Regions from separate parts of the Mus musculus genome. Here regions 2, 3 and 4 are each linked to region 1. Evidence: chromatin contacts called from public Hi-C, HiChIP or PLAC-seq and Micro-C data. All regions are on one chromosome and are shown on one strand. Each heading gives the region's core, a stretch centred on a gene start, on an enhancer-like site or on the middle of the called end of the contact. The rest is flanking DNA. Distances are from core to core; before and after follow the strand shown.

Region 1 (2,858 bases), core at 201-2,700:
CTGGCCTCTCTGACCCACACAAAGATTGTGGGGCTGGCATTTGTTCTGCCCCTGAGGCAGAGAGGCCCACCCTTATAGAGGGGTCATGCTCTTTAAGCTCCCGAGTGGTGCATCTCTCCACCCTTCTGGTTGTGTGGCTCAAGGAACCACGCAGGCACGGGGTTTCCTCGGTACAGCACAGGGTTCCATTCCAGCTGTCAGCTAACTGTTCTCTCTGTGGCTGGAACGCATCCTCCTCTCACAAAGCTTGTCCACTACGCAGCCTCACCCTGCTCTGCTTGCGTATCCACCTGACCCATCATAGAAAAGACATCTTAAAGATCATGTCAGTATCCTTAGCCTTGTTAGGTCTGCCCACCCGGACCTGGCCCAACCTAGAGTAGCTATCCCACTGTAGCCATCTGCCCTGTGGCTTTTGAGCTTCTGCGCATGCGCTGCTCGTGCAGGTCGCCATGAAGAGACGACTTTGGGCCTGACACGCAGTGTGCACGCTCACGAACAAATGCTTGCATATGAATGTACCAGTGTGTGAGAGTAGGCTCATTATGTGCCTGCGTGGGTGTGCACGCTGTGAACCTATATGTGCGTGTATATCTATAGAAACCGTGAACATCTATGTGCGATGTCCGCATGTACCATACAGGCGCATGTGCCTCTTGAGTGGATCTCATGGGTGTATATGTGTCTGTGTGAACACGTATGAATGAAAGTCCTCCCGTTTAAGGAAGAATGGTGTGCTCTGGTAGGCTGGGAGAATTTCTAGGCCGCATGTCGCTCTGCTTAGGGTGACCAGGGCTTCCACCCCTGACCCCATTCAGTGGTGCCTAGAGAGTGCCTGATGTCTTCACAATCATCCACCCTCGTGAACTCATTCAACACATTTCTCCTAGATTTCAGCAGATGCTCACGCAGCTATAGGCACATGAATGGAGAGTCTTCTGATGGGGATGGCAGCACCTCAGAGGCCAAGGAAGGCAGGCCACTGAAGCTCTGCTGAGTGCACTCTTCCTTCCTTACTGCCCATGGGCCACCCTCACTCCCTTCTGGGTTTGTGTATCCACCTGGCCTTCTTTCCTTCCAAGTACCCAGTGGACAAAGCTAAAAGACCCCTGTGGCACTAGAAAGAGGGCAAGGGGCAGTAGGGGGCTAGCAGGCAGGACATATAGCTCCTAGGACAGCTGTCTGTCCTTGACCTTCAGAGCACCATATGCCACGTTGGCCACCCTTTAAAGAGCAGCTGATTGTCTCAAATGCTGCCCTGCTCTGGAACCTGCACGCCCTCCCTCCGTGGACCGCAGGCTGCCAGCTGAGTGGCGGGTGGCAGCTGCCCTGAGCTGGAAGCTTTTGATTTGCGTCAGTGCCTAGCTGGCCAGGAGGGGCCTGCACGGCGGGTGCTTGGCAGCTGCAGAGAGTCACAATGACATCACGGCTCTCAGGAACCCAGGCAAGCATCCCAAGAGAGACAGACAGCATGGTCAACAGAGCCACATGCTGCTGAGCCCTCACCCCTCTCCCCACGGTGCAGGGCTTTGAAGGCAGTTTCCATGATGCGCACACCGCGGAGGTCAAGCTCCCAGAGGCGGAGCGGAAGTGGATTATCCCTCCCACATTGGGCTCCCTTTGGCTCCCAGAGCAGCCGGCTTGTCACTCTGTGTCTACCGGGTCATGGAGAACTCCTGCTAATTGAGGCCCTCGGTAGGAGCCCTCACCACGCCTGCAAACCTGCAATTTCACAGAGATAAAAGCGTCCTCAAAGAGCCCCCAGTGTGAGCACTGGGAGACAGAGGGGTCAGAAAGAGGGGGCACTGTCTACTCTTTCCTGGTGTGTCACAGAGGCTGTGCCGTAGCCTAGCCTCTTCCTGGGTGGAAAGAGATGGGCAGTCAGTAGTAGGGGTGTGTAAACCTACATGTGTCCCTCCACAACCCCGATCCTCCCCACCCCTCCTCCCGTGTGCCCTCTCATTTTTACTGATGCCTCCTGCTCTGGGCAGGAGCAGTTGTGAATCACTTCAAAGACTGGGTGGTTTATCCTTACAAAGAATTTCTGGGAAGGCGCCGGCAGCCTGCTCTCTCTCTCTCTCTCTCTCTCTCTCTCTCTCTCTCACTCACACACACACACACACACACACACACACACAGAGAGAGAGGGAGAGAGAGAGAGAGAGAGAGCAAGCAAGCGAGCAAGCGGTTGTCACCATGGTCACCCAGCCCATCCCCCTCCTGTCAGCAAAATGCTCCAACTTGTGGCAGTAATTACCCCTGGTGGAGCTGCCCATATCCCTTCTGCTAGTGTCTACAAGGTCGTTCATGCTCCTTAGCCAAAACACCCTCTTTCTGTTCCCATGGCCTCTGTACCCCTCATTGAGTCCTGGGTTGAGAATAAGGTATGTGTGTGTGGGGGGGTGCAGTTGTGATTGCAATGGACTTGTGGTCAGACACTAGTTGCCCTGCTGGCTTAGCAGACTGAGGGATTGGGCATCGCCTGTGAAGGTGACCTGGGCTCTTTACATCTTGGTGAAGGCTTCTTAGTGCTCTGTGATCCGAGTCATTTTCCCCCTTACTCCCCAAGGGAGGTCCTTACCAGCTTCTCTCCCTGGAATCCAAGAATCCGGGAAAAGAAGGTTTCCAGAGACTCCAAACCAGCCAGGTTGAAGGGGCGTAGGCCCACAGGAAAGCAGTTAAAGGGCCCCACCTTGAGAGTTAAGATCTTGTGCTCAGGATCCGTCAGCCTAGGGGACAGGAAGCTGGCACTAAGAGCCTAGGGTGGTGACAGACAGTGTGTGACAAACAGTGTCTGATTCGCATGGAACTGTGGTTTGGAGAACGCCAAGGCCTCACTGTGTTCCCTCCCCACCAAG
Region 2 (2,858 bases), core at 161-2,660, 120 kb before region 1:
GGTTCTGTGAGAGAGCCTGTCTCAAAGGAACAAGGCAGAGAGTGACAGAGTAGAATGCCCAAGGGCTTCCTCTGGTCTCTTCAAACACATAGGCTGGAACACATAAGTGTGTGCACGAACCACACACATGTAACCCCCCCCCCCCAAGAAAGAAGGTTAAAAATCAATTCCTGAAGACAAAGTGAGAGCAGGTGTGCCTGGGTCCTCAGCTCCTCTGACGCTTGGCCCAGGCATCCCTCAGAAAGGTTCCCAGTTCTGTCAGGCAGCATGCCCTGGAAATCCAGCCGGATGGAGGCACAGTGATGGGGACCGTGCAGATCTCCTGAGCAAGATCTGAGGCTGGCTTGAGTCCAACCTCTGCCTGTGATTGGTTGGGCCAGCAGCAGCCAGGCCTGCTTTTGTTATAGAGCCACTAGGCTTAGTTGGCCACACCAGGCTGCAAAGTCTGACCTAGGCACCCCTCCGGAGGCCTCCTTAGGTCAAATTTAATTTGAACCAATCTAGTCCAGAGGCAGATCACCACCAATCTATCTGTCTGGGGAGATGATATTTTAAATTTGGATCATTAAGGACTTCTGTAACTTCGGGAGAATGTCAACACACATCACTTGAGCCCCAGGGATACCTCAAGCCAGGCAGCCAGGCAGGAAGGCTTAAAAATACGCGTGGGAATGAGCAAGGGGCAGCAAACACCGGAGCTTCAGAACCCGTGTGAGGTGACGCAGCTCAGCTTCCTGGGCTAATTACATCTGTGGGTGTTTCTGCCGGTCCAGGCTGTTCCAGATGCTGGAAGAGTTCAGAAGAGCTGCTCGCCGGCAGTGATCACGGTAGAAAGGATTTAGTGAAAATCAAGGCAATCACCAGCCCAGGCAGCTGTGTGTCCCTTAGTTCTGTATAAGGCGTCACCCAAGCGACAGAAAGATAAAGGGACGTGCCAAACAGCCCCACTGCACGTTGCCCAACATATTACCCATCCATTAATCTTGTCTCCTCTGGGCCCCATGGCACGAGGTAGGGATCTTGTCTCTCTCTATTGAAGGGAGAGCAGGCTGCAGTCAAGATGAGGAATCTTCCTTGTGGACAGGATGCTGTCGGGGCTTCTCTCAGGTCTTTGCTACTCTGCGGGGTTGGGGACAATGACATCTCTACTATAGCGAAGGGTGTAGCCGAGCCCGGTACTGACCCTCTGTCAGCTTACCAGCACAGTGCTCACAGATGTAGTCCTGAAAGGCCCAGCCCACAGAGGGAGGGTTGGGCCATGGCGCTGAGGCTCCAGGGCAGAGATGCCAGCTGCGGGCAATGGCGTCAGACAGCTCTGCCTGCACAAACAGAGACCCACCGGGGTTCCGAGACGGAATGTTCCCGCCGCGGCCAGGATGCTGGGTGCGGCTGCCCTGCTCAGCTGCTTTTTTTGTTTATTTATTTGTTTAAGTTTTTCTTCTTTGAGTACAGACTTGACACGGAGGGAAGGGTGTTCTCAGGCTGCCAGCCACGGCCTAGGTAAACGCTTCAGAGCCTACCTGCCCTTCTGCCTGAATTTGTTTTGGAGAATCACTCGCTTGTCGTGTGTGTGTGTGTGTGTGTGTGTGTGTGTGTGTGTGTGTGTGTGTGTAAGCAAGCGTGCATGCACGCACACGAGCTCAGCATGTAGTAGCCAGAGGCTGATGCCGAGGGTGTCGTCTTCCTTGATGGCTTTTCCACATTGTTTTGCACAGGGTCTGCAGCTAGACCTTCAGCCTGCTGCTCTGGCAGCCAGGCCCGGTTCTGTAAATGTTGGGGATCCGAACTCAGGGCCGCATACTTGTGCGGCAATTGTCTGACTCACGGAGCGGTCTCCTCAGCCCTCGGTTCTGTTAAGTGACTTTACTGGCTACAGCTAATCCCTGTTCCTGCCCGGGCCCCTGGCAACCACCAATGTTGTTTCCTTAGACTGGCCTGCTCTGATATTCAGGGACAGTGGCCTCCACGCATGGTTCCTCCCATGGAGTGGTATATCCTGGGGACTTGACGGACCTGTACAGGAGGCGTTGCTTCATTCCTGTGTGACTGGTATCACCACTGTTTGAATGAACCAATGGTGTTTCTCCATTCAGCAGGCAATGCTCACTTGGATGCTCCTGCTTTCTGGTCATTGTGAATGAAGCTGTTGCATCTTTCCTTTGCTTCCTTCCTTCCTTCCTTCCTTCCTTCCTTCCTTTGCTTGCTTCCTTTCTTTTTATTTATTTATTTATTTTTTGATCTTTGGTTTTTAAGACAGGGTCTCTGTGTAACAGTTCTGGCTGTCCTGAGATTTACTGACTAGACCAGGCTGGCCTCCAACTCACATGGATCTGCCTGACTCTGCCTCCTGTGTGCTGGGACTAAAGGCGTGGCCGCCACGCCCAACTCTAGGCCATTTTTGAGCTTCTCTTTAAGCAGGCATGCTTTCCTTCCTCTTAGGTAGATGCTGGGAACGGATGACTTTAAGTGAAAGTATATTTCGGGAGGTACACCAGGTGTGCCCAGGGTACAAGATTTAAAAGGGCCAGGTGTGGTGGCGCACACTTTTAATCCGAGCACTTGGGAGGCAGAGGCAGGCGGATCTCTGTGAGTTTCAGACCAACCTGGGCTACAGAGTGAGTTCCAGACCTGAAAAGCAAGATAGTGTCTAAAATAAACAAATAAACAAACAAACAAATAAATAAATACAACAGCAATAACAATCCCCACTCCCTCCACACACACAACAAGGCAAAAACTATCTATTAGCAAAAAGGCACTGAGCCTCATAAAAGATGCCTGAATTTGGGTTATAGAAAGTAGAGTTAGGTCAGAATTAGAGTCTTTGGAATTAACCCCACGAAGCTCATGGAAATTGA
Region 3 (2,858 bases), core at 158-2,657, 100 kb before region 1:
ACTGTTTACTTGTTTTAAAGTTGTGTGTGTGTGTGTGTCTGCCAAAAGAGGGCATCCCTTGGAGCTAGAGTTATAGGTGTTTGCTATCTCTCATATATATGTTCCTTCCTTCCTTCCTTCCTTCCTTCCTTCCTTCCTTCCTTTCTTCCTTCTCTCTTCCTTCCTTTTCTTTCTTTCTTTCTTTCTTTCTTTCTTTCTTTCTTTCTTTCTTTCTTTCTTTCTTTCTTCCTTCCTTCCTTCCTTCCTTCCTTCCTTTCTTTCTTTCTTTTTTGTTTTTTTACATTCTGTCTCTAGTTTCCCCCCTCCGCCCAGTCCCCCCCCCCCAGTCTCTCTCCTGCTCCCAACAATGCACTCCTCCTCCCTCTCTGGAAAAGGGTAGGCCTCCCTTGGATATTGATCAACCCTGGCATATCAAGTGCCTAGTCTTAACTGAAACTTAGGTTTTGTTTCTTTGTATTTTAATGGCCGACATAGGATTCCGTTCTGCCTACTGCAAGAGGTGTCCCTGCTGCTGGAGAGCAACAGAAGAAGTCACAGAGGCTAGTTTTTACCAGGGTGGGGGTAGGGTGGCTTCTAGGGTTACATGCCACTCCTGTGTCCCCTGTCACTAAGAAATTTTCAAATGGCTGGTTGGGAGGACATCAAAGCATAACCTGAGGGCAGGGCCTCGGTGGGTTCTCAGCTGGCCCTTCACCAGCAACAGGCCAGGCCTGTCTACAAGGGACAACAAGCAGGTTCATTTCACTGAGTCCAAGAGGACCATAAACCTTGCTGGGGAGGAGCATGCCTGTGGCATCCTTCCCTCCAGTGGTCCAGGAGGAAGTGTGGCCGATGTCCTGAGATGCCCCTGAGTTTCTTCCTCTCGATACTTAGAAAAGCACCAGCTCCCCACTGACTTGGCTCATGGGGGACCTGACTGCTTGTTTCCTATAAAGTCCATTCTTTTCAATGCTGTCTGAGAGAAGCCAGTGAAATGAATTATGAGAGAAATGGATTTAGGGATGTGTGCATGTTGTGTTTGTGTTTCTGTCTGTCTGTCTGTCTAGAAAAATGAGTTACTAAGAAAGACGAGGCTTGAGCGTGCAATGGAGGCCGTTACCCCAGTTATCAAGGGGAGCAGCTCATCACTGTTCACTCACGCTGTAGGCACCTCTGACTCCCGACATGTCTGCAGGACATAGTGTCACCACCATGGACAGGTCACAGCCTTTGCCACCTAGGGCAGGAGCTCTGGTGGGCAGATGTAGTGGATGCCTCACCTCAACCATAGATCTCCTGGCCTTAGCCAGCTGGCAGTCCCCTGTGGTGGCATCCACTAAGAATGCCAGCGCCACAGCATGATGGGAGGGCTGGCCGGGGAGCCTTAGTCATCAGCGCGCTAGTGAATCATGTTCTGGCACCTCCAGGCTAAGTGGTGATCTGTCAAGGCAGCTGGAGACAGGCCCCAGCTGGCAGGCTGCCCCAGGCACAGCCTGGAGTCAGGGAGGCGAGGAGGCCCCAGGGGTGCCTCCGGATAAGGCCAAGAGATGGTCAGGTTTCAGGGTCGTCCTGAGAGCCCAGAGCGCTGTTGTTAATCCAGACTCTGATGAGAGAAAGCGTCCCACATCTGCAGGGCACACAGGACAGGACTCCGAAAGCTGCCCACACCCCACAGAGCTGTTTAAAGGGGAAAAAGTCCTTGTCCTTGGCCTGATGTTGAGTCTCCTCTTCTAACCCCCCCTCCTCCTCCCTCTCCTCCTCCCTCCTCCATCTCCTCTTCCTTTCTCCTCCTCCTTCTCCTCCTCCTCTTTCTTCTCTTCCTTCCTCTCCTCTTCCCTCTCCTCCTCTCTCTTCCCCCTCCTCCCTCTCTTCCTCCCTCTCCTCCTCCCTCCTCCATCTCCTCTTCCTTCCTCCTCCTCCTTCTCCTCCTCCTCTTTCTTCTCTTCCTTCCTCTCCTCTTCTCTCTCCTCCTCACTCTCCTTCTCCCTCTCCTTCTCCCCCCCCTCCCCCCCCACTCTTCCTATTTTCTTTTTGTTTCATTGGAAAATGAAAGACTATATTTTCTTAGAGCAGTTTTAGTTTTACAGAAAAATTGACAAAAGTACAAAAAAGACTCACATGACCCCTCCAGCTCCCTCCCCATGGGGACTCCCTATGATGCTGTCTTGTATTGGAAGGGGACACAGGCACATGGATGAGTTGGATATTCTAGGCATTTAGAGAAATGTAGAGCTGTGAGTGTCCCAGGTGACAGTGTCTGCAGAGTCCCCGCTCCTCCTGGCTCAGCTTTCTTCCTCTCTCCACTCATGTCTCCTCACCACCCACCCCTGCCCTGCATCCCAGACAACCACTGACAGTTTACTGTCTGCCTGATCTGCCTTTTCCAGATGGCCTGTGGTTACAATCTCATAGTGTACAGCCTGCCTGGCTCTTTTCAAATGACAGTGTGCGGAATCCTAAAGACATTCGGGGTGTGTCAGCATCTCTGCTTCTCTGGAGTTTTATTCTCTAGAGCGGGAGTGTATACAGCCAGTCTTGTTTTCTCTTTGGCTTCCTTGACTCCATCTGAGAGCCCAAGGCTGGGCCACTGTGACTCCTGAGACTGCAAGGAGACAAAGGAGACTGCCTCAGAAAGCTGTTTAGATAGGCAAGGAAAGGGAGCAAGGCTCCAGCCCTCAGCTCCTCCAGGCTCTCAGTTCCTCTATCTAGGCTGTGTTGTGTTAGTGAGCTCACAAATGTGTGCAATGCACATGTGCCAACTGAGTGTGTTGTTAGGAGTGTTTCAAATGTGAGTAAGGATGTGTCTTAGGTGCACATATACATCCGTGCACACATATGGGTGCGCGCGCGCGCGCACACACACACACACACACACACAC
Region 4 (2,858 bases), core at 208-2,707, 83 kb before region 1:
CAAAGAACGTCTGTCAGACCACACTGGAACTTCTTGGAAACCTAGACTGACTTCTCAGGAATTTGCATTTTGTTTCAATTTAGATTTTAATGAGCCAGACTTCCTCAGGTGGGTTCCCCCAGGAAACCCCAGTGGTCACACTGGAGGAGATGCAGCTGCCGATGGGATTTTCCCAGCATGCTCTGCCTGGCTGGGCCGAAAGACAGACAGATAGTGCTATGACTAGAGATAAGGGGATACCCAACACTGGGCTTCCTCTCAAGGCCTCTCTGGAGGCAGAGAATTACTTTCAGCAACCGGGGATGGCTTCATCACCAATCTGAATTCTAGCACATTCCGTAGCTCTAGCACAGATAAAGCAGCCATTAATTCTAGCTGACATCATTTCCAGCTTCAGATGGGATCAATGGGCTCAGCCCTGGGAAAGGAAGAGACAGACAGTATTTGAGAGTGGTAGTGCTAAGTCCTTGAAAAGGGCCTTGCGTGGACAAAGGGGCTGACTGGAGCTTCGTTTCTGCCTCCCTTGCCCACACCACCCATCTGGTCTCTGGGTCATCCCTTCTTGGTAAACTTCTGCTGTCTGGATGAGCCAACGAGGCAGAGGAGAGGCCAGTGCTCGTCCCAGTATGGCTCTGACTTTGGGGTCAAAACAGGCCAGACACCAGGAGACCCATGTGGCCCTGTAACCCTCACCTTGCCCTGAGCTTTGCCTGTGCTGTCCACACAGAACTTGGCTTAGTGCAGGGCCCCCAAAGGGCAGGTCTGAGCCTGGACACGGGGTAAAGGAAGATGGTTTTGGAATCCATCCCAGGGATCCAGTCGATCCCCGACAGGCATGTGGAGACAGACGGACAGATGGACACGGGGTAAAGGAAGATGGTTTTGGAGTCCATCCCAGGGATCTAGTCGATCCCCGACAGGCATGTGGAGATAGACGGACAGAGAAGCTTCGAGAACAGCTGACTGCTATGTGCCACAGCGTCTGCACTCCGGGGCCCCAGGGAGGAATTGGTAGAGCTCTGTTTTACAGCCCTACAGTGATGGCAGGCAGACATGACCAGCTCCTAGTCCTGCTGGCTGGCCATTGTTCTTGGGGTCTTAGACTGGCTGAGTGCAGACTGCCATCAAGCAGGGACATATGGGCACAGAGCAAATAAAACCATCTTCTTTTACCTCATTAGCAACACCTGTGCCCCTTTGTGTGGCTCTGGGTCTGTCCAAGTTAATAAACTGCCCAGGGCTGATGGGGTAGGAGAAGGCGGGCCACAAAGGATAGGGCAGTCTGGAAGCGGAGAAAGAACTTCTCTGATGGATGTGTGTGTGTCACCATCCCTTGGCCAAAACAGTACCTAAAGTGTCCTGCTTTGCCATGCGGACTGGTCACTAAGAGGGACTTTTGGCCTAGTTGCCTGGAGCTCTCCCTCCGCTTGTGTCCAGGGGGCGGGGCTCTCTGCTGCTGCCACTTTCCTGGATCTTATTTTGCTGTGGAGTTTAGTACACAGTGCTGACCCTCGCCCTCCCTGCTGCTTTGTCACATCCAACATGATGATCTCACCCTTTCCTGTTCGTTTCCAATTAGTCTGATTCATCCTGACCTCTCCACGGGTCACCCCAGCAATTGGGTGCTCTCTCGAGGCTCCAGGCTAAATAAAAGAAACATTCTTACCCTCATTTGGTACATTATATGCGTAAGTGTCTATACGTGAGTGGGGTTGGGTGTTTTGCAAGTCTAGATATACACACGGCAACACACACGTTCACGGCCACTGACATAGAAACACAAAGCACACAAACAGTCCTGCGTATGTACAAACATACCCGTATGTACACAGATTCATGGGTGCACACAGAAATGCAAACATGGAAACAGGCACAGAGGCTCCTCTGTGTACTATCCATTAGACAGTGGCCTTGTAAGCCAACTAGGCTGCAGTCCAGGTACCAAAGCTAGCAGCAAACATAGTACCATGGTGTGGGCTGACGTCCTCGGAGACCCCCAGGAAGCACCTGGTTGTCCCTAGCCTTACACGGGGCTTTCTCGAACCGAGGATCCAAGGCTTCCCCATAAAAGGAGTCTTGCAGAGTTGATGATGCCTGCCACATCCTGTCCAACACTGACTTCTACAACAGACAGGGTGCTGGGAACAGGGGACCCTCTTGAACTGGTGAAGGTACTTGCTGGGAGACTCATGGTGACTGAGTGTACCACGCTCATTCTATAGGTGACTTGGCTCCTCAGTGTCCCAGCCCCCAACCTCACACTAACCAATGACTTCAAACTGAGTCTCTCTCTCTCTCTCTCCCATTACTCCTTCAAAGTGTTTGTGGTTTGGTGGCTTTAGTGTGGCATGTCTTGTTCGGGGCCCCTCCCCTACAGGGCATAGGAAGGCCAGCATCTGTTTCAGTCCTGTGTGGGTAGAGAGCAGTAGAGGGCATCAGCCCAGAGATCTGAGGAACTACAGATAAAAAGAGAGAGAGGACAGACAGCTAGACCCTGAGGCTACCCACTGCTAGCGTTCCCCAAACGAACACATTCCAAGTGTCTGTGCCTTGCCTCATTCACCTAGTAGTGTGTGACTCTGCATGGGACTCACAAGAGAAGCCACACTGTCCCAGTCTCCCTCAGAGGTGACACTGGAACCCACCCCTGAGAGAGCAGGTTGCTCACCTTCGAGAAGGAGCTCCTTGAAGCCTCCTTCCACCTGCTTCTGGCTCCCTGTGTTTCTGTGTGAGCCAGGGGTGCGGTGTGAAGCTGTGCCCACAGGGCACACTATCGTAGAGGCCCTCGGTTACTAGCATTTGGGAGATTCCCTGGTTACGTTTCTTTCCCCTCCCCTCCCTCCCTCTCTCTTCATTCC

The links. A called contact is a pair of places that touch in the nucleus more often than the background predicts. HiChIP or PLAC-seq counts read pairs in DNA pulled down with a chosen protein or histone mark.
Region 2: a Hi-C map of muscle stem cells shows a contact between it and region 1, with 2.9 times the contacts expected there. The contact joins the promoter of 2310015A16Rik here to the enhancer-like site in region 1. A contact is called at or near these places in 9 of 484 Hi-C or Micro-C datasets (the C2C12 cell line, the HL-1 cell line, the N1E-115 cell line and 5 more), 2 of 115 datasets of contacts at active chromatin or transcription factors (the HPC-7 cell line and embryonic stem cells) and 1 of 9 other capture datasets (embryonic stem cells).
Region 3: a Micro-C map of muscle stem cells shows a contact between it and region 1, with 2.8 times the contacts expected there. The contact joins two enhancer-like sites. A contact is called at or near these places in 5 of 484 Hi-C or Micro-C datasets (the C2C12 cell line, the HL-1 cell line, liver and 2 more) and 3 of 115 datasets of contacts at active chromatin or transcription factors (the HPC-7 cell line, embryonic stem cells and pancreatic cancer cells).
Region 4: a contact with region 1 is called in an HNF4G HiChIP or PLAC-seq map of pancreatic cancer cells. The contact joins two enhancer-like sites. A contact is called at or near these places in 1 of 484 Hi-C or Micro-C datasets (natural killer cells) and 3 of 115 datasets of contacts at active chromatin or transcription factors (the SCID.adh cell line, embryonic stem cells and pancreatic cancer cells).

Annotation. Positions count from the first base shown.
Region 1 is chr17:31,789,428-31,792,285 of GRCm38.p6, reverse strand. No RefSeq gene overlaps it. Among named protein-coding and RNA genes, the nearest start is that of Gm41563, 34 kb to the left of the region's middle. Within about 2 kb of position 1,450, at least 185 of the 459 cell types and tissues checked have an H3K27ac peak or open chromatin away from gene starts, as enhancers often do. A contact at or near this core is called in the C2C12 cell line, the HL-1 cell line, the HPC-7 cell line and 6 more, where this site is marked.
Region 2 is chr17:31,910,996-31,913,853 of GRCm38.p6, reverse strand. It overlaps 2310015A16Rik (a long non-coding RNA gene), which reads left to right and starts at 1,410. Exons shown (of 3, transcript XR_876746.3): 1 at 1,410-1,500. It overlaps Gm30571 (a long non-coding RNA gene), which reads right to left and starts at 1,389. Exons shown (of 2, transcript XR_385538.3): 1 at 1,199-1,389; 2 at 51-1,119.
Region 3 is chr17:31,891,545-31,894,402 of GRCm38.p6, reverse strand. No RefSeq gene overlaps it. Among named protein-coding and RNA genes, the nearest start is that of Gm41566, 5.0 kb to the left of the region's middle. Within about 2 kb of position 1,407, at least 82 of the 459 cell types and tissues checked have an H3K27ac peak or open chromatin away from gene starts, as enhancers often do. A contact at or near this core is called in the C2C12 cell line, the HL-1 cell line, muscle stem cells and 1 more, where this site is marked.
Region 4 is chr17:31,872,815-31,875,672 of GRCm38.p6, reverse strand. No RefSeq gene overlaps it. Among named protein-coding and RNA genes, the nearest start is that of Gm30509, 3.1 kb to the right of the region's middle. Within about 2 kb of position 1,457, at least 67 of the 459 cell types and tissues checked have an H3K27ac peak or open chromatin away from gene starts, as enhancers often do. A contact at or near this core is called in pancreatic cancer cells, where this site is marked.